Linked DNA regions of Mus musculus: all the other regions are linked to region 1. The links are chromatin contacts, called in public ChIA-PET, Hi-C, HiChIP or PLAC-seq and promoter capture Hi-C maps. All regions are on one chromosome and are shown on one strand. Each heading gives the region's core, a stretch centred on a gene start, on an enhancer-like site or on the middle of the called end of the contact. The rest is flanking DNA. Distances are from core to core; before and after follow the strand shown. Region 1 holds the start of Slc25a42 (solute carrier family 25, member 42). Region 2 overlaps Pbx4 (pre B cell leukemia homeobox 4). Region 3 holds the start of Gmip (Gem-interacting protein). Region 4 holds the start of Zfp866 (zinc finger protein 866). Region 5 holds the start of Zfp963 (zinc finger protein 963). Region 6 holds the start of Atp13a1 (ATPase type 13A1). Region 7 holds the start of Pbx4 (pre B cell leukemia homeobox 4).

Evidence for each region. Promoter capture Hi-C pulls out the DNA fragments that hold promoters and counts their contacts. A called contact is a pair of places that touch in the nucleus more often than the background predicts. ChIA-PET counts read pairs in DNA pulled down with a chosen protein or histone mark. HiChIP or PLAC-seq counts read pairs in DNA pulled down with a chosen protein or histone mark. Capture Hi-C pulls out chosen DNA fragments and counts their contacts.
Region 2: a Hi-C map of bone marrow-derived macrophages shows a contact between it and region 1, with 20 read pairs. The contact joins the enhancer-like site here to the promoter of Slc25a42 in region 1. A contact is called at or near these places in 2 of 39 promoter capture datasets (cranial neural crest and second pharyngeal arch cranial neural crest), 1 of 15 datasets of contacts at CTCF or cohesin (pro-B cells), 4 of 484 Hi-C or Micro-C datasets (bone marrow-derived macrophages, brown adipocytes and embryonic stem cells), 3 of 115 datasets of contacts at active chromatin or transcription factors (bone marrow-derived macrophages, embryonic stem cells and large pre-B cells) and 3 of 9 other capture datasets (adipose tissue, liver and macrophages).
Region 3: a promoter capture Hi-C map of liver shows a contact between it and region 1. The contact joins the promoter of Gmip here to the promoter of Slc25a42 in region 1. A contact is called at or near these places in 10 of 39 promoter capture datasets (the 3T3-L1 cell line, the SN4741 cell line, embryonic stem cells and 5 more), 2 of 484 Hi-C or Micro-C datasets (Sertoli cells and embryonic stem cells), 4 of 115 datasets of contacts at active chromatin or transcription factors (bone marrow-derived macrophages, embryonic stem cells and microglia) and 3 of 9 other capture datasets (adipose tissue, liver and pancreatic islet).
Region 4: a contact with region 1 is called in a promoter capture Hi-C map of the HPC-7 cell line. The contact joins the promoter of Zfp866 here to the promoter of Slc25a42 in region 1. A contact is called at or near these places in 3 of 39 promoter capture datasets (the C10 cell line, the HPC-7 cell line and pre-B cells) and 1 of 115 datasets of contacts at active chromatin or transcription factors (embryonic stem cells).
Region 5: a contact with region 1 is called in a promoter capture Hi-C map of neutrophils, with 2.9 times the contacts expected there. The contact joins the promoter of Zfp963 here to the promoter of Slc25a42 in region 1. A contact is called at or near these places in 4 of 39 promoter capture datasets (cranial neural crest, neutrophils, pre-B cells and 1 more), 2 of 484 Hi-C or Micro-C datasets (embryonic stem cells and pre-B cells), 1 of 115 datasets of contacts at active chromatin or transcription factors (memory CD8 T cells) and 1 of 9 other capture datasets (adipose tissue).
Region 6: an RNA polymerase II ChIA-PET map of memory CD8 T cells shows a contact between it and region 1, with 82 read pairs. The contact joins the promoter of Atp13a1 here to the promoter of Slc25a42 in region 1. A contact is called at or near these places in 16 of 39 promoter capture datasets (the 3T3-L1 cell line, 3T3-L1-derived adipocytes, the C10 cell line and 11 more), 2 of 484 Hi-C or Micro-C datasets (Sertoli cells and pre-B cells), 5 of 115 datasets of contacts at active chromatin or transcription factors (acute myeloid leukemia, double positive thymocytes, memory CD8 T cells and 2 more) and 4 of 9 other capture datasets (adipose tissue, liver, macrophages and 1 more).
Region 7: an H3K4me3 HiChIP or PLAC-seq map of bone marrow-derived macrophages shows a contact between it and region 1, with 2.4 times the contacts expected there. The contact joins the promoter of Pbx4 here to the promoter of Slc25a42 in region 1. A contact is called at or near these places in 12 of 39 promoter capture datasets (the 3T3-L1 cell line, the SN4741 cell line, cranial neural crest and 7 more), 4 of 484 Hi-C or Micro-C datasets (CD4 T cells, embryonic stem cells, natural killer cells and 1 more), 8 of 115 datasets of contacts at active chromatin or transcription factors (bone marrow-derived macrophages, embryonic stem cells, large pre-B cells and 3 more) and 3 of 9 other capture datasets (adipose tissue, liver and pancreatic islet).

The regions. Positions count from the first base shown.
Region 1 is chr8:70,210,846-70,213,545 of GRCm38.p6, forward strand. It overlaps Slc25a42 (solute carrier family 25, member 42), which reads right to left and starts at 1,436. Exons shown (of 8, transcript NM_001007570.2): 1 at 1,383-1,436.
Region 2 is chr8:69,866,682-69,869,381 of GRCm38.p6, forward strand. The region is part of intron 5 of Pbx4 (pre B cell leukemia homeobox 4); the gene reads left to right. Among named protein-coding and RNA genes, the nearest start is that of Gm33746, 15 kb to the right of the region's middle. Within about 2 kb of position 1,275, at least 40 of the 459 cell types and tissues checked have an H3K27ac peak or open chromatin away from gene starts, as enhancers often do. A contact at or near this core is called in bone marrow-derived macrophages, brown adipocytes and liver, where this site is marked.
Region 3 is chr8:69,807,287-69,809,986 of GRCm38.p6, forward strand. Gmip (Gem-interacting protein) reads left to right here and starts at 1,401. Exons shown (of 21, transcript NM_198101.1): 1 at 1,401-1,534; 2 at 2,488-2,572. The coding sequence starts at 1,516. It overlaps Atp13a1 (ATPase type 13A1), which reads left to right. Exons shown (of 26, transcript NM_133224.2): 25 at 1-49; 26 at 133-463. The coding sequence ends at 243.
Region 4 is chr8:69,773,626-69,776,325 of GRCm38.p6, forward strand. Zfp866 (zinc finger protein 866) reads right to left here and starts at 1,286. Exons shown (of 4, transcript NM_177899.3): 1 at 1,165-1,286. The coding sequence starts at 1,167.
Region 5 is chr8:69,748,634-69,751,333 of GRCm38.p6, forward strand. It overlaps Zfp963 (zinc finger protein 963), which reads right to left and starts at 1,329. Exons shown (of 4, transcript NM_001200023.1): 1 at 1,199-1,329. The coding sequence starts at 1,201.
Region 6 is chr8:69,789,872-69,792,571 of GRCm38.p6, forward strand. It overlaps Atp13a1 (ATPase type 13A1), which reads left to right and starts at 1,292. Exons shown (of 26, transcript NM_133224.2): 1 at 1,292-1,770. The coding sequence starts at 1,384.
Region 7 is chr8:69,831,218-69,833,917 of GRCm38.p6, forward strand. Pbx4 (pre B cell leukemia homeobox 4) reads left to right here and starts at 1,407. Exons shown (of 8, transcript NM_001024954.2): 1 at 1,407-1,634. The coding sequence starts at 1,492.

The DNA.
Region 1 (2,700 bases), core at 186-2,685:
CCAGGCAGAGCCTGCTGCAGCGTTTGAGGGCTTCAGACTTCTGGTTGGTGAACTGGGATGCTCTGAGCATCAGGCTGAGGAGATTATTCTAAGTCCAGAAATGACTCAAAAGCTGTCCAGCCCTGAGATTTTTGTTTGTTATTGGTCTTTGAGACAGGGCCTCTGAGTAGCCCAGGCTGGACATGAACTCCAGATCCCCCTGCTGAGATGATAAGTGTGTACCCCCACACCTGGTTTCTCTGGTGCTAGGAATGGAACCCCCAACTTCAAACAAGCACTCTACCAACTCCACTCCCGTCTATGCACTGTTTGCTCATTAGTTTTCTTTCCTTTCTTTTTGTGAAACAAGGTCTTAAACAGACCAGGCTACTCAAATTCACTGTGTGTAGCCAAGGTAACCTTGAACTTCTGATCCTACCTCTACCTGTTCAGTGCACAGATGACTCATAACATCATGCTGTGTCAAGAAGTGATTTTATATGCATATACATATACATATTGTGGTGTGTGTGTGTGTGTGTGTGTGTGTGTGTGTATTTACGTGTGTGCCACAGAGCCCATGTAGAGATCAGAGGACAACTTTTGGCAGTTCCCAAAAACTCAGTTTGCTGAGCCATCTCACCTGACCTCAAGCACTCTTTATAAAAGTTCAAGGACAACCTGGGTTACAGTGCAAGACTTTGACTCCAAAACTAATCAATAAATAAATACAATAAAATGAAATGCTAGAAATAAATTTAAAAGCCCTGTTAAAGCAATAACAGACCAGGTGGTACCCCACACTTTTAATCCTGGCACTTGGGAGGCAGGGGCAGGGAGATCTCTGTGAGTTCCAGACCAGCTGGCTCTACACAGTGAAACACGGTTTCCAAAACCAAGCCACCACTCGCACTACACGGGGGACGAAAATAAAAAATTTAAAACCACAAGTTAGGTGGACTTTGCTTTGGGAGTGAAGCGATGGTTGCGCGACAGGGACGGGGAGAGGCACGCAGGTGCACGTGTGTAGCAGCCGCGTCCGGGTGGCACCCGAAGCTTGCACCCGAAGCGTCCACCCGGGTTCCAAAGGAAGGACACGCAGCGGGCTGAGGAAGATCAGGTCTGCGAGGCACGCATGTTGGGTGCGTAAGCGGCCACCTTGGCCTCACAGGGGTTGTCACTCTCAGGGCAGCTCGGTGTGAAATTAGGGTTCGGCCTGGCCGTGGGGACCCCGAGGACGCGCGAAACACAGGGTGTGTGAGGGGATCTGTCACCTCTCCACGCTCGCGACACTGCTGTCACAACGAAACGGCCCCATGCCGCGCTTCCTCCCAGCCCGGGCCGCGAGAACCCCGCCACCCCGCGTCGCCCCTTGGCGCCTGCACTCCTTGGGTCGCGCTCACCTGCCCGGACGCGTCGCCGCTGCTGCCGCTACTGCCTCAGCCGCCTCAGCCGCTGCAGCCCCGCCTCGCGCGGGCCCTAAGCTCGAGGCCGGGAGGGGCCCAGGCCCTGCCGCCATTGGTCACGCCCTGTCCAATCAGCGCTGGAGACGGCAAGAATTGGTAAGCATGGCACAGACGGGCATCCTTTTTAACCAATCGCTAAAGGAAGGGGCGAGGCTACATGGAGGGGCGGCCCTGGTTCTTCTGAGCGTTCTACACCGGGTACAAGGCGGAGAGGCCTGGTGGGGGGCGTTCAAGAATTGGAACCCGCAGAAAATGGGCAGAGCTTCCGGCCAATTGCCAAGGGGTATAGGCGGAGCTAAGAGGAAAGGCGGCTCTTGGTTTCTGAGAATTCGGGGCACAAGGAGACAGAAGCGAGGATTGGATTCTGCAGAAAACAAGCAACGCTTTGGGCCAATAACTGAAGGGAGGGGGCGGGGCCTGGAAACAGCCCTCTTAGCCAATCGCTGAAGAGCAAGGTCAGCGCTCTGAGTAAGCTGGCGCGCTGGGCAAGGGCGAAGCTCGAGGATCGGAGGGTGTAGCCCGGAGGGCAACGATGATTGACTGCGACACTAAAGATGTACAGGTCCTGGGACCAATCGCAGAAGCTGTAGGCGGTGCATCTTCCAGGGGTGGGCGCGCTAGGTACAGACCATAACTATCTTGTCTGCCCTGGATGATCTAGTATGTTCCGCGCAGACTCCTCAGGTTCCCATGGCGCTCAGAAGCTTTACTCTTTCCTGAATTTAGACTTTGACAGTTGAAACACTCTTGGTTAATTCTCAGCCCGTCCCTCCTTTACTGTTCCCCTGCCGATGATACAAAGGGCAGAAACTCAGATCACTCAGCCTTCCTCTGCTACTTGAGTTCATGTGCAAAACATGGGAAGCAAAAGTGCAATCCTGCTGACGTGATCTGACTTTCAGAAAGTGACGTCTCTGGGTCCAAGCTTTATCCTTTACGAGATCTTATGACATCCCTGTGTTTGTGGTAACTGGTGAATTAACCAAACAATAAATACAACCACATGTCAAAGGGAACACAGAGAGGTCAAGCTCTTTGACCAAGGTTACAGAGCACTTTAGCTGTTCAATTTGTATATTGAAGCTCTGAACCCCCTCAGAAAGGGTAGTAAGACAGTGGGGAACGGAGTGACCTGAGTTACTCAGTCTGCTCAAGCCTTGGACAGAGCAATCCTTAGGTTCAATCTTGCCTCCCTGACCCCTTTGTGGAAACAGAAGGAGCCAGCAAGATGGCTCAATGGGTAAATGTTAATCCT
Region 2 (2,700 bases), core at 25-2,524, 340 kb before region 1:
AGACTCCTGGGAAAGTTACTTAATGTATGGGGAGGACTCCTAGGAAAGTTTGTTAATATGGGAGGAGGGAAGACTCCTGGGAAAGTTATTGCTGTGTGGGGAGGACCCATGGGGAAGTTCCTTACTGTGTGGGGAGGACCCGTGGGGAAGTTCCTTACTGTGTGGGGAGGACCCGTGGGGAAGTTCCTTACTGAGTGGGGAGGACCCGTGGGGAAGTTCCTTACTGTGTGGGAGGACCCATGGGGAAGTTCCTTACTGTGTGGGGAGGACCCGTGGGGAAGTTCCTTACTGTGTGGGAGGTCCCATGGGGAAGTTCCTTACTGTGTGGGGAGGACCCGTGGGGAAGTTCCTTACTATGTGGGAGGACCCGTGGGGAAGTTCCTTACTGTGTGGGAGGACCCATTGGGAAGTTCCTTACTGTGTGGGAGGACCCATTGGGAAGTTCCTTACTGTGTGGGGAGGACCTGTGGGGAAGTTCCTTACTGTGTGGGAGGACCCATGGGGAAGTTCCTTACTGTGTGGGGAGGACCTGTGGGGAAGTTCCTTACTGTGTGGGAGGACCCATGGGGAAGTTCCTTACTGTGTGGGAGGACCCATGGGGAAGTTCCTTACTATGTGGGAGGACCCATGGGGAAGTTCCTTACTGTGTGGGAGGACCCATGGGGAAATTCCTTACTGTGTGGGAGGACCCCATTGGGAAGTTCCTTACTATGTGGGAGGACCCATTGGGAAGTTCCTTACTGTGTGGGGAGGACCTGTGGGGAAGTTCCTTACTGTGTGGGAGGACCCATGGGGAAGTTCCTTACTGTGTGGGGAGGACCCGTGGGGAAGTTCCTTACTGTGTGGCCCTGGTCAGGTGCCTCAGCCTGGCTCTGCTCCAATCCCGGCTCTGCGCTGTGAATTAGAATTTTGGTGGGGACTCTGCTCCCTCTCCTAGAAGAGGAGTGCGAGAGTGTCATGGCACCTCAAGGTGCTGGTGTGAGCTCTAGGAGACTGGCAGCTCAGGCTCCTGGGACCCGTGTGGTTGCAGCAGGACAGATATGTAGTATGAGCTCTGCTGGGTGAGTGAGAAACCTGACCCTGTTTGGCAACAATCACCTTTGCCTTTCTTGGAATTGGAGGCAAAGGAGAGAGTGACTAGAGGCCATAGTGCTAAGAGAACATTCCTGAAGTTTCAGAGTGAGTGGCGGGAAGGCAGGGCCAGCACTGGAGCCAGGAGTGCAAGCCCCACAGGCTGCAGCATGGGGTCACTCAGCCACAGCTCCTCTGACATTAGTCACTGCAGCCCTGTCACATGCCATGTTCCTCCTTGCTTCACAGTTGGAAAGGGTGAGTGTCCTGCCCTTAGGCACTGCCCTCAGCCCAGGCTGTTCTAGTTATGTCTCCGTGACAGAGCCCAGGGTCCTATTCCTCAGGGAGCAGTCGGACGTCCTCACAAGGCCAGAGCTGAGGGCAGGGTCTGCACCTCTGGTCAGAGTGTAAGCCTGGGAGCTTGGGCACTATGGACAGTGTGAACAACAGGCAGATCACCCCACCCTTCTGCCCCTGGCACCATGTTGCTGGTGCCAGGTCCTCCAGGGAACAGAGTAAGCAAGGTTCAAAGGCCCTGCTACATCCAGGGCCACTCCTATTGGGTGACCTGGGCCCTGTGCTAGAAGCTTCACTCCACTTTGTCACATCCCCTAGTCGGTGACAGGATCTACTAAAGTGGCCTGCCATATTAGTTAAGAGAGGTTTTGAATTTGGGGTACAGAGGAGTAGGCCATGAGGTGCACCTCAGCAGAAGTCAAGAGAAAGGAAACACCATTAGGGCACCTCAGGCTGAGGAAACCCCAAGGGCAGCTGAGCCAAGGGTGAGGTAGGGTCTCTCTGTGGAGATGAGTTTCCTGCCGGCCACTGAACCCTCTCAGCAGTGCTCAAATCCACACTGAAACTCTGATCTTTGTCTAGAGCCATGAAGAGTTGAGTAGCCTGTGTCCAAGCTATAGAGGAAGGTCACTTGAACCCAGGAATCCAGTCCATCTGGGTAACACAGTTAGATCCTTATGTCAAAAAGAAAATACAGGACTGGGCCTGGTAGAGCATCCCTTCAGTCCCAGCCATCAGGAGATGACAGGCATCTCTGTGAGTTCAAGGCTAACCTGGTTTACACAGAGAGTTCCAGGACAGCCAGGGCTATACAGAGAAACTCTGGGGGGGGGGGAGAGGAGGGGGAGGAGGAGGAGGAAAGTAGTAGTAGTGGTCATTGTCATAGACATCGTCATAGACGTAGTCATGGTACTATAGTGGAGTTAGAGAGCTGGCTCAGAAGTTAAGAGTACCGACTGCGCTGGGCATGGTGGCGAACGCCTTTAATCCCAGCACTCAGGAGGTAGAGGAGGCAGAGGCAGAGGCAGAGGCAGAGGCAGAGGCAGAGAGAGAGGCAGAGAGGCAGAGAGGCAGAGAGGCAGAGGCAGAGGAGGCAGAGGCAGGCGGATTTCTGAGTTCCAGGCCAGCCTGGTCTACAAAGTGAGTTCCAGGACAGCCAGGGCTACACAGAGAAACCCTGTCTCAAAAAAAAAAAAAAAAAGAGTACCAACTGCTTTTCTAGACTACCTGGGTTCAATTCCCAGCACCCACATGGCAGCACACAGCCATCTTTAACTTTAGTTCCAGGATGTCCCATGCCCTCTTCCCACCTCTAGCAGCCCCAGACATGCA
Region 3 (2,700 bases), core at 151-2,650, 400 kb before region 1:
CTCACCTGACTTCAACAGCCAGTTTGGCCTTGTGGACATCCCTGTAGAGGTGAGTGGTTCTGAGCAGTGGCCCTGGCCCAGCCTGGCCCAGCTCAGCCACAGACCCAGCTCAGCCTGCTTCCTTCTTGACAGTTCAAGCTGGTCATCGGCCAGGTCCTGGCCCTGGACTTCTGCCTGGCACTCCTGGCTGACCGTGTCCTACAGTTCTTTTTGGGGACTCCGAAGCTGAGAGTGCCTTCCTGAGAAGATGGTGCTGGTATCCACTGCCTACCCTGGCTGCCACTGAACAGGAAAACCGCCGCTGCCCCAGGAGGGAGCACTGCTCCCATCTCCACAGTGAGGCAGCCCTGCCTTGCTCTTGGAAGACTGAGTTGGGACCCTTGTGGGCATCCGCTGGCCGGGCTAGTAGAAGAGTCCTGGCTAGCACCTTTGGTAAATAAATCGGCGTCTGCAATTTTATAAAGCTTGCTGCCACTTATATCTGTGCCACACAGGGCCCCCTGGGAATTGGAGGGGCCAGGTGGTCACTCAAGGGCCTAGGATTACCACAGGCCCAGAGGAGAGAGACACCCTCTGCGGGCGTTCCTGGACCTAGGACCTCAGGTTTTCTAGTGTCGTGCACATCCTCTCTCTTGTCAGGCGCACTGTCACTGGCCACCGTGGATAGCCTCCTTACATGCATGGAGGTCACAGTGCAAGGTGTTTGTGGCCTTGCCTGCCCTAAAACCACTGACTGCTTTGAAAGGGAGCCGACCACCTCAGGAGCCTCACCCACTTAGACAGTGGTTTGCACTTTTACTTGAAGATTTATTCTCTCTTCATGCTGAACCAGAAAAGAAGACATCAGATCTCATTATAGATGGTTGTGAGTCACCATGTGGTTGTTAGGGATTGAACTCAGGACCTCTGGAAAAACAGACAGTGCTCTTAACTGCTGAGCCATCTCTCCAGCCCTGGTGTGCATCATTAATCTCAGCAGGCAGAGGCAGGGGATCTCTGAGTTGGAGGCTAATCAGTCCCACACACCAAATAAACCAAGCCAGGCCACATAGTGAGACACTTGTCTCCAAAACAACAAAACAAACAAAATAAGCCTGCCCTGGAGATTTGGGGTTTATTGCAGTCCTTCATTGCAGTTCTTCACAGGAGTGCCCTGGATCTAAAAGCCTAGGCGGGGAGTTAAATCTAGTCGCTGGGTGTGGAATGTTCTGGGGCAGACATCCCCGGCTTGCTGGAAGAGTGCTACAGGGACTTAGGGTGCTACAGAAATCTACAGAAGGGACCCCTGGCTCGCTGGGGCTCCTCTACTGGGGTAAACTCTGGAAGCTAGTCAAATGCGATGGCGACTTCCGGGAGGGGCGTGGTCGTCTCGAGGCGTGGCATAGCTGGGGCGGGGCGACACCACTGGGTCGGCAGAGGCAGGAAATCGGGCTGGTCCCGGGCGGCGCGCAGCCCTGTCCCTTTCTCAGCATTGCCGCGCGTTCCCCACCCCACCCCCTGCCCCCGGGCATCGCCATGGACTCAGCGGAGACAGGTACGGGGTGGGGACCGAAGGGGGGGGGCCTCCCACCACCGCTCCTCAGTTCCTAAACCAGAAAACCCAACTTACCCCTGAGCTATCTGACAGCCGGGAAAGGAGTACTGACAGGGGAAGGAACGAGGGGATCCCCGAGCACCTTGGAGACCCCTGAAGCGCACAGTGCTCACGACGCCAGCCTTCAGCCCTCGGATTGCCCGCCAGAGCGGGCACCCCGGATGCCTGGGGGAAGGGGCCCAGGAAGGGGAAGTGGCCGCTTCTGCTTCTGATCGTAGGATGGATGGGGGCAGGGTGTCATGGCCAATATTCCTGCAGGTAGCCCCGAGGCATCAGGCTAGGGGGCGGCGGCAGAATTGTGGCTAGAACTGGGTTATGTTTCCGGCTGTCTTTGTGTATCGAGTGTCATTCAGTCCTGTCCCTCGTGGTTTCAGCGGTACTCGCGTGTGTTTATACCGCAGGCTAAGTGCCTGTGTGTCCCACGTGCTTTTCCATCTGTCTGGCCTGGGGTCCATGTGGCTCCATTGTCAAGCCAGCCCTCTACTCCAGCATTCATATGGCAGCTGCATCTGTTTCCTTCCTTTGCTTATGGGTCCTCCCATGCATGGTGTCCCTGTGGCTGTGAGCAAACGCTTCTCTGAGATTTTACCTGGATCCATCTGTGGAATCAGAAATGACCCCACCGAAGCGCTCTCTCTCTCTCTCTCTCTCTCTCTCTCTCTCTCTCTCTCTCTCTCTCTCTCTCTCTCTCTCTCTCTCTCTCTCTCTCTCTCTCTCTCTCTCTCTCTCTCTGTCCCCCTCCCTCCCCCCTCCTTCTCTCCCCTCTCCGCCCGCCCCCCTTCCCACCTCTGCTTGAGAGTGGTTGTTGAGGTACATTCGGATTGCTTTGCCACTACTAATGGGTGGAGAGAGACACTGGTTGGCTCATGTTTTCTTACACTTCCCTCCCCCAGAGCTAACCCCAGCTCCTGAGGGCAGGAAGAGATACAGTGACATCTTCCAGAGCCTGGACAACCTCGAGATATCATTGGGGAACGTGTGAGTCTGAGCCTGTGTCACCACATTGGGCAGAGCTCCCTAATTATTTGGGTATCATGCTGCCCCACATCCAGACACCCTGACTTCCAACCTCCTGAGCCTAAGACAGGAGCCCCCCCCTCCAAACA
Region 4 (2,700 bases), core at 36-2,535, 440 kb before region 1:
AACCAACCCAGCAAGAACTATAATTTTTAACAACAAAAAACAAAACAAAACAAAACCATGCAGGGCAGTGGGAGACAATGCCTTGAATCTTGGCACATGGAAGGCAGAGAGAAGCAGGTGTATGGCTATGATTTCAAGGCCAGCCTCTACAGAGTGAGTTTTAGGCCAAAGCAGACCTAACAAAAAACAAAATAAGCAAAAAAGACAACAACAAAACCCCAACCAAACAAAAAGCAAACACAAAATAGTGATACCCCATAAATATGGCGATAGGAAGCTTCAGAACTGAACGTCATGTTTCCTCAATCTGCACTAAGATTTAAATAATCACAATATAAATCCTAACAACTTATGAAAAATTAAGAAACTGATTCTCAAGTTTATGTGGAGAGTGGAAAAAAACGAAAATGGTCCACACAATTCCAAAGAAACAGCACACAGACTTAAAGTGTATATATATAGTTATAGATATTATATATACACATGTTATATACACACACATATATATATGGGGTGTGTGTGTGTGTGTACCTTTTTTTGACAAAGTAGCAAAGGAAACTCAACAAAGGGCAGAATAGCAAAAGGTTATTAGCAGAACCGATGTCTATAGACAAGAAATTAAATAGAGTTTCACAATGTTGGGGCTGGAGAGATGGTTTAATGGTTGGGAAAACCGGCTGCTCTTCCAGAGGACCTGAGTTCAATTCCTAGTACCAACATGGCAGCTCAACAACAGTTCCAGAGGATCTGACATCCTCACAAAGACATACATACATTTTGGCAAAATACCAATGCACAAAAAATAATAATTTTTTTAAAGTTTAAAATTCACAGTATTAACTCAAGTTGATTGCTTTGACCTAAATGTTACATGAAAATTCAGAACTTCTAGAAAGTAGCAGAAACTAGATGACCTATTGTTTTACAACCTTCTGATGAGATACCCAAAGCAGGACTGTATAAAACGCCTGCCCCAGACAGAGCACCGACTCTTTCCTGCGCGAGGCGGAGCCTCCGCAGGGAGGCTCCGCGCTCTGCGCAGGCGCGGACCACGGCGAAGAGGACACAGGGCCCAGCGCCACACAGCACTGAATGCCGCTGCCGCCCCGCCCCAGCCTCGGGGAGGATCCACCACAGCGGGCAGGGACAGCGGCCCTTGCTCACCATGGCGCGGCTTCCGAACTCGCCCGCGCTCTCCTCACTGGTCCCGGCAGCAGCGCTCACAGCACAACACACCGCACCTCCCTGTGCCGCAGAGCCGAGCCACAATATGGCGGCCGTGAAGAACCCGCCTCTTGCCGCTCTCCAGTAGTCCTGATTAGACGGCACGGTTCTAGAACCTGATTGGCTACCAAAGCCTGAGTGACACTAGCTTCCAAAGCCGAAGTGTGGGATTCAAATGACAGCCATAGCCCCGCCCTCCTTGCTTCTAAGCAGAACTAGCTTCTCCCTGGTAAAGCAGTACTCCATCACCAAGTCGTCACTGTGCACACCGAGTGCTCATTGCAGCAATCCTGCTGCCTCACAATTAGAAAGGTGCTCAGGTCAGTTTTAATTAGAAGGTCAAATTATAACTGGACATGATGTTCTCCAGGCATCAGGAATTTGAGTAAGGAACATCTATGGTTTATACATCTGTCCCAGGTTGCACATTAACACAAGTATTCATTTCCTCTATTTTCATAGCATGTGTGTTCTTCCAGTTAAGATCTCTATCCAGCCGGGCAGTGCAGGCAGTGGTGGCACACACCTTTAATTCCAGCACTTGGGAGGCAGAGGCAGGCAGATTCCTGAGTTCGAGGCCAGAGTGGTCTACAGAGTGAGGACAGCCAAGGCTACACCAGAAACCCTGTCTTGAAAAAACCAAAACAAACAAACAAACAAAAACCAAAAACCTCTCTATCCTTCCATCTCACCCCCGTTTCTCCTCTCCAGGCCTCTACAGACATTCTAATTTAAACAAAAGCAAAAAGAAAAAGAAAAAGAAAATTGAAGACGTGGGTCAAGGAAATGACTTAGTAGGTTAAGCATGAACATAGTAGAAGAAGACCAACTCAGGAAAGTTGTCCTCTGGCCTCCACAAGTGTGTTCTTCACACACACATAAATATACACAGACACACACACACGTACATAGCCACTAAATCATCAGAACATTTTATTATTTAATTTTTGGTTTTTTGAGTTAGAGTTTCTCTGTGTAGCCCTAGCTATCCTGGTGTTTTTGTTTTTGTTTTTTGTTTTTTTGTTTTTTTCCAAGACAGGGTTTCTCTGTATAGCCCTGGCTATCCTAGAACTCACTCTGTAGACCAGGCTAATCTCAAACACAGAGGTCTACCTGCCTATGCTTCACGGGTGCTGGGAAAAAGGCGTTCACCCATTTTTACTAAAGAAGAAGTGGGGGAGTACTGGCAGTAGAAACAATAAGAAGGAAAAACCCAGCAAAGCTAATGGAGTCAATGAACAGATCAGTGAGTGGTGTTCAGTCGTGTAATGATTAGTCTTGATTGTCAAAGTGATAGGAGCAACCCTCCAGCATGTATGTAAGGGTGTTTCTAAATAGGGTAGTTGAGATAGGAAGGCTCTTCCTAAAAGTGGGCAGTATCATTACCTAGACCACAATCAAGGACCGACTGAAAAGAGGGAAGGAGGTGAGGGGATGGGAGCACTCTCTGTACCTTCTGCTCTTGTAGAGAACTTG
Region 5 (2,700 bases), core at 79-2,578, 460 kb before region 1:
CAATTTCCCCGAGTATGTAGCACCACAGCTCAAAGGAGACACAAAGAGAAGCATATACTAAATTTCACAAAGATCCTTGGATGAAGATAAATTTCTTTTTCAAAAATGAATCAAGCCAGGCACGGTGGCACAGGTCTTTAATTCCAGCACTTGGGAGTCAGAGACGAGGGATCTCTGTGAACTCAAGGCCAGCCTGAGCTACATGGCAAATTCCCATACAGCCAGGAATACATAGAGCAGTCACTCTAAACCTTCCTAACGCTGCGGCCCTTTGATACATTTCCTCATGTTGAGGTGACTCCCAACCAAAAAATTATTTTTGTTGCTATGTTATAATTGTAATGTTGTAACTGAGCAGTATCTCAGTTCCTAAAGCCATTGGGAATTAGTGTTTTCTGATTGTCTTAACCGAAAGGTAAAGAACCACTGACACAGAGAGATCCAGTGTCCAGAAAAAAGAAAAAAAAAATCAAATAAGAATATGCACTGGCCTAGTAAATAGAAGACAACACCAAGATGTTGCTTTCCTCAATTTACACTATAAATTCAAAACACAATCCCAACAAGAATGCTAACATCTTGTGTAACAGCAGAAAGCCGTTCTAAGGTTTATATGTAAAGGGGGAAAAAAAACCCTCAACGTTCCAGACAATTCTAAATAAATAGTACACAAATAAAAGATTTTATCTTTACAAAGAAATTTAATGATCATAATAGTGTACGAATATTTGGAAACTAATTTATCTACAAAACAGTATAAAAAAAGAACCTCACAAAATAGTCAATGTTCTTTTAAAAGAGCAAATTAAACTCAGGAGAGTAATTGTCTTCACAAATACTATCCAACATAGGCATAAATAAGCAAAAACTTAAGAGTTTACAACTCCCACAAAAGTATTTCAAAGTGGACTCTCCACCAATATGTGAAGACAACTCAGGGGAACCGGCAGGACCTTGAGTTCAGCAAACAGCCTCAGGGTACAACACAAAAACCACTTCGTGGCCGTGACGTCACCGACACGGAGGGCGGGGCCTCCCCTGCGGCGCCCTGAGCTCTGCGCAGACGCGGCCGAAGGGCGGAGCGACACAGCCGCAGCGACCTAGTCGCCGCCAACCGCAGCGGGCCTAACGCCGCACAAGCGAAGAGCTACCGATAGCTGCCACTCCTCTCCACCTGGGACAGCGGCCCTGCGCTCACCATGTCGCGGCTTCCGAGCTGCCCGTGCTCCCCTCACAGCGGCGGCCACAGCGCAGCACACGCACCCACGGGGCCTCCCTGAGCCACGGAGTTCAGTCTACAACACGGCGGACAGAGAAAATCCGCCTCCCACTGCCCTACCTCGCTCTTGATTGAGTGGTGTAAGCTTGAAGGCCCTGATTGGCTAGGTCCGCCCAGCGACTGCTGATTGACAGCAGGAGCTGAAGTGATGACCAGGCAGTCTCTGCCCTGGACTGCCTGCCTTTTACTCCAGCATATGGTCAGGAGAATTTACATTGACGCAGAACTTGTTCTTGTTCTTGGAGAGCTGGGCCCTGCTGTCTCAGTGAACTCGGCAAGCACTTCCTAGTCTAACAGGGTACCAGATGGTTCTCGTAAGCAGTCCAGTTACCAACTCAGTGTCTAATACAATGGCCCCTGTGCCTCAGACCTAGGAGGCCAGTCAGACCACTCTGGTTCCAGTTGATACTGAGAGGTTGAGAGCACATGCTGCTCTTCAGAGGACCCAAGTTCAATTTCCAGAACCCACATCGGGTGACTCCAAACTGTCTGCAAATACGGCTGCTTAGAGAACCCAGGACCACCAGTCCAGGGATGGCCCCAGCCACAATGGGCTTTCCCCCCATTAATCTCTAATTTTTAAAAATGACCTCACAGGCTTGCTTACAGCCCAAGCTCATGGAGACATTTTCAATTGAGGCTCCCCACTCTGATGACTCAAGCTTGTGTCAAATTGACATAAAACTAGCCTGCACAAATAAACATACCCAATGCAAACAAACAGACAAAATTAGAGTTGATAAAAAAAAAAACAGGAGCTGGAGAGATCGCTCAGTGATTAAGGGCACTTGCCTGACATAGTTACATTTCTGTTGCTATGATAAAACTTCATGATTGAAGTGACTTATAAAACAGTTTAACCAGGCTTAGAGGTGCAGTGTGTAACAGTCCATGCTGGTATTGTTAAGGCTTGGCCACAGGCTGAGGACTCACACCTTAATCCACTGAGAATGGCACAAGTCTTTTAAAACCTCGAAGACCACCTCCACCACCAAGGCTGCACCCAATTCTTCCCAAACAGTTCCATCACTGGGGACCAAACACTGAAACATGGCCTATGGAAGCCATTCTCATTCAAACCACCTCCTTCCACTCCCTGGCCCCCATAGACCATACTATAATGCAAAATGCATTTGGTTCTCCGTCAAAAGTCCCCATAGACTTTCACAGTCTCAACATTATTTAAAGGTCCAAATATCTTCTAAGGCTCAAGACAATTCTCTCCTTGGCGGATGTCTCATGGCTCTAGGATCTCCACTGAAATCCAGGTTTGAATTCCAAAATGACTCACAATAGCTTCTCAGTACCTTCCATGCAGGGACTACACTGCCATACACTCTCCATAGTTACAGACTTGACTCTAAAGTCAGAACCACACAGACATCATGGCCAAATTCTGCTGCCTTCTTGGGATGGAGCCT
Region 6 (2,700 bases), core at 42-2,541, 420 kb before region 1:
CCTGCTGCACCTGCTAAGGTTTCAGGAATTTCTTCAGCCTCTGAATTATTTCCTGAGTCTTAACGGACCTCTCTGTAGAGAGCAGGCTCAGAGGGCAAGAGCATTTGCTGCCAAGCCCAAGGACTGGAGACTAATCCCCTGGGGTGGGATAGAGTGAAGAGAAGCGAGGAGACAAGGCCTGCCTTTAGAACTTCCTTAGTCCTCTTATCAAACTTTCCTCCAGTCATTTCAACTGAGAGAAAATCACTATGCAACAGCAGGCTGCAGTCAGGGGGCTGTGTGAGTTTTTCTATTTGTTTGTTTTTACAAAGAATGAAACCCAGGATTTCAAGAATGCTGGGCAAGCACTCTAACACTGAACTAGCCAACACTTTTATTTTTTTTTTTAAGTCTGGAAAAAGTCTCCTTAAGTTCTCAGATGACCTTGAAGTTGTCATCTTCCTACTTCAGCTTTGCTTATACATGAGATGCCCTGCACTACCAAGCAAAATAACATTGAAAAAGAATAAAAATGATCTATATTGGATCTGGGTAGGGTGGCCAGCACTCGCGAGTCAAAGGCAGCGGCCACTATCAGCACTGGCTGCTCTTCCAGAGGATCTGTATTTAATTCCCAGAACTCACACTCACAACTAACTGTAACTCCAAATCCAGGATTCAGACACATTCTTTTTTTTTTTTTTTTACCCGCTCCCACCTCAGACGAATTCTTAGGGCCCCGTAGGAACTGCACAGCGCGCGCGCGCACACACACACACACACACACACAGAGACAGATACATACTTATATATTTTTAAATCTTCAAAACCTTCTTATGGCTGTGTTTAAATAACAGTACTTGTACAGAATAGTTGCATAAAGCATCATAGTATATTTCATAAGTACCTAATTTTCCATTTATGTTAATGTGACCTTGTGTACTTATTACCGTATGGCTTGCATGGAAAAGGCACCCTCAACCCTACCTTGCGAAAGCTCCGCCTCCTCCCAAACCCGCCCTCAAAAGGTCCCAAGTCCTAAAGTTTGTATCTTAGGGTAAGCTTTTCTCCTCCCCAAACGGAGGCTCTTTCCTAGATAGATGCCGGAAAAGTTGCTGAGAAGGGACGGGCTCTTCCGTTTCAGGGTCTCTTGCTGATGTCAATCCCGCCCTGCCCGTCTACATCTTTTGCGTTCTTAGTTCGCCACGGCCGACCTTAGCAAGCTGATTTGGACCTTTGGTACCTTCTTTGTCATGGCGGCGCCCTGAACAGACACTTGTGTTAACCCACCTAACGGTTTACCTAGGCGCTTCCTATTCCAAGGTGGCGCTCAGACCTTACCGGAAGTAATAGACCGGAAGTGGGGCGGTGCCTCTGCCGGAAGCCAGCGCAGCGCTGGGAAAGATGGCGGTGGTGGGCAACGCGGTTCCTTGCGGAGCCCGGCCTGGCGGGGCCCGGGACAACGGGTCTCCTCAGCCTGGGTCGCGATTGCGGCCGGGCCTAGCTGCCGGGCCAGCACTCATAGCGAACGGCGACGAACTGGTGGCCGCCGTGTGGCCGTACCGGCGGCTGGCGCTTCTGCGGCGCCTCACCGTGCTGCCGTTTGCCGGGCTGCTGTACCCAGCCTGGCTGGGCGCCGCCGCCAGCGGTTGCTGGGGATGGGGCAGCAGCTGGACCCAGATACCCGAGGCCGCGCTGCTGGCGCTCGCCACCATCTGCCTCGCGCACGCACTCACTGTCCTGTCGGGGCATTGGTCTGTGCACGCGCACTGCGCGCTCACCTGCACCCCGGTAAGTGCGCGCGCGCGCCCGACCCCGACCCGGACCGGGACCCAGGCACAATGGGGCCTAGCGGGGGTACCGGGCTGCCGCGGGCTTGCGAGTCTCCAATCTTAACAGCTCGATTCTCCAGCGGCGCCCCCTGTCCTATGGCTCAGGCCTACTTCTGACCCCGCTGTGACTCGCCATGCAGTTGTGGCTGGTTATTTTGATTCACAAGAAACACCTGGAACACACTTAGAGCAGGATCCATATGCTACTGTTAGTGTGAATTGTTCTCTTAGCTCCCATATGGTGTATTGTTCTTGGAACGGTTCCGCCTTGCTTCTCCGTCATCTCCTACCTTGGTTTTGGTTTTCTTTTCTTACTCTTTTTTTTTTTTTCCTGTAAGATAGGATCTCACTATGCAGCCTTGGGTCGTCTAGGACTCACTGAGAACCGCCTAGCTCTGCCTCCAGAGTTCTCGGGTTAAAAGCCTGTGTCACTATTTCTGGCTTCTACTCTTGTGTTGGTCTTTCTTTCTTTTTTTTTTTTTTAAGTGTTAGATTAGACCTGTGGGGTAATACCCCCAAATGTATGAAGCCAAGTCCTATGGCCCAGTGTTCAGCTTCTGTCTGTCCCTTGCTAGACCCAAAAGAGAGTGTAATTCATTCTGGTGCTGAAGATGGCCAGGAACTACTTGTAAGTGACTTAAAATAGCGTAGAGTCTCAAGTTATCGGTAAGGTATGGTTAAGATGAGGGCTTGTCAGAATGGTGCAGTGATTCTAAATTCAGAACTCTAAACATAGTGTCACTACAGGAAGCACTGACTTTAAGGTACTCTAGGTTGAGGGTAATACCCAGTGAGCACACTACAGATCACCAGATTTGAAGCCTGGCACACCAATATCTGTTCTGGGTAGGTCTTTAGAAAAGGGAGGCAGTGTCAGTGACTGAAGGAA
Region 7 (2,700 bases), core at 157-2,656, 380 kb before region 1:
TTTTTTTTTTAGATTTATTTATTATTATATGTAAGTACACTGTAGCTGTCTTCAGACACACCAGAAGAGGGAGTCAGATCATGTTACAGATGGTTGTGAGCCACCATGTGGTTGCTGGGATTTGAACTCTGGACCTTCAGAAGAGCAGTCGGGTGCTCTTACCCACTGAGCCATCTCACCAGCCCAGAAGAATTCTGAGGAGTCATAGAGTGGAGGACCCTGAGGGCTGCTGGGAGAACCCCAGGGCGGGGGGTGGGAGGGACTGTGAAAAGGACCAGAAATTTTGCGGAGCCTGGGACTCAGGTGTGAGAGGCCTTGAGGAAGAGGCAGGACTGGGGAGTGGGAATTCTGAGGAGCTGTGGGGAGCTATGAGGAGGAAGACCCACAGTTCTGAGGAAGTAGCCAGGGCAGTGAGGAGAGGGGAAGGCACTCTCAGTTACCAGTGAATTTGATATCAGTTTGAACTATATGAGGCACTGACTCAAGACGCTGAAAATTTAGGGTACAGATATAGTTAGGTTGGTAGGGTTTTGTCTGGTATGCTTGCTGCCCTGAATTCCATCCTCTTCACCACACAAACAGGGCCCTGTGGCACACAGCACTCATCCCAGCACTTAGGAGTTAGAGGTAGAAGAAAGTTCGAGATCATGCTCCAATCATAGCAAACTCGGGCAACCTTCATTACATAACAAACTTGAGGACAGCATGGGCAATAAGAGACTCTGTCTCAAGTTATTTTTGAAACAAGGTCTCTCTGTATAGCCCTGGCTGTCTGGAAACTATGTAGCCTAGGCTAGCCTAGAGCTCACAGAGATCCATCTCCCTGGTGTTGGGATTAAAGGCATGTGTCGCCTTGCCCACCCACAAATTTTTGAAATTTTTGAAAAATATGAAGATGGGGAGCAAACAGTGAGGATGCAAGCCTCTGAGGAAGTAAACTCAGATGTGAATGACTGTAAAGAACCCGGGCCCTGTGAAGAAGTGATAACCTAAACAGATCCAGGACTAAAGAGAAGGCAGAGGCACTGGAGTAAGCAAGGGACGAGGGCCTATGATGGGGAAGGTAGCCATAAAGTGCACCAGACTTAAGCAAATGCAGGCGGTAGTCGTTACCATGGCAACCCCAACCATGGGGTTCCTTTCTTACTGGCAGTTGAGAAAGGAAGTTTCTAGCTAGTCGCTGAGGAGGGGGAACAGTGCATGGTGCTGATTGGTGACGGCGCCCACAGGGGGCGTGTCCTGAGGGGTGGGAGGATCAGAAGAGAATTCCTGTTTCCTAGACAACCCTCAACCCTCAGCAGCCGTTGAGAAGCTGTTTGGGGCGCATCGCGAAGGAGAGGGTGATGCACGGCGAAGATAGATGAAAAGGGCGTTTTATTGGCTAGTGGACTTGAAGGAGGCGTGGTCCCTGGGTCTGCGGCGGTTGGCTGCTGCGCAAGCGCGAGAGCCCGGCGGGACCTGTCCCTCTGCGCTCGCTCGGGACTGTAGCCCATGGCCGCCCCTCTGCGTCCCGTGCCGCCACAGCCCGCCCCGCGCCGCCTGCCGACCACAGCTCCACTAGGCCATGACACGAGCGACGTCCTGCAGCAGATCATGGCCATCACCGACCAGAGCCTGGACGAGGCTCAGGCCAGGTGCGGCTCCCGGGCAGGAAGGGAAGGGGCGGAGGCGGGATGAGGATGGGACAGGTGCAGCTGAGCTTGGAGTGATGGACAGGCGGAGTGATCTTGGGCCAGAGGGAATGAAGGATACAAGAATTTGTCCTGGACTAAAGGGTGACTTCGTGAGGAAAGAGGGTATCAGAGTTATGGAGGTAAAAGCCCGGCCCTGGGAACAGGAGACATTGGAAGGGTTAAGTGATCTATTATTGGCGGACGCGTAGGGTTGGGGTAGGGCAAAGACCGCAAGTTTGCAAGTCACACAGTGGAAGAGAAGCTACTGAAGAGCCTGTACTAGAATGATCTGATACAGGATCCGTTGAGAACTTTCAGGAACGGATATGGGGAGCTGGGTGGACATAGAGGGCACCCGTCTTTTTATAGTTTTTATTTTCTCTTTGTGTGTATGTGTGTGTGCTCCCGACATGTGAGTAGAGATCTCCAGTTCTTTGGGAGTGTAGCGAGTACACTAAACCACTAAGCTCTCTCTCCAGTGTACCCACCCCCAACCTGGCAGGAGCTTTTATCACCAGGCTTGCTTCAAACTCATCATTTTTTTTAAAGAGTCAGTTATTTTATGTATATGAGTACACTGTAGCTGTCTTCAGACACACCAGAAGAGGGCATCAGATCCCATTACAGATGACTGTGAGCCACCAAGTGGTTGCTGGGAATTGAACTCAGGATCTCTGGAAGAGCAGTCAGTGCTCTTAACCACTGAGCCCTCTCTCCATCCCTCAAACTTATTAAAAGATAACCTTGGAAGGATCTTTGAGTTCGAGGCCAGCCTAGTCTGCAAAGCGAGTTCCAGGACAGCCAGGGCTACACAGAGAAACCCTGGCTAGAACCATCCAGAGACTCAAACAAACAAACAAACAAACAAAAGATAACCTTGAACTCCTGATCATGCAGTCTTTACCTTCAGAGTGCTGGGGTGAGAGTCATCCGCCACCCACTAACCACATCCCAAGGATTCCTTTTCTTTATATTTATTTGTCTGTTTGTTTGGGAGAGGACCTCATGTTTCCCAGGCTAGCCTGAA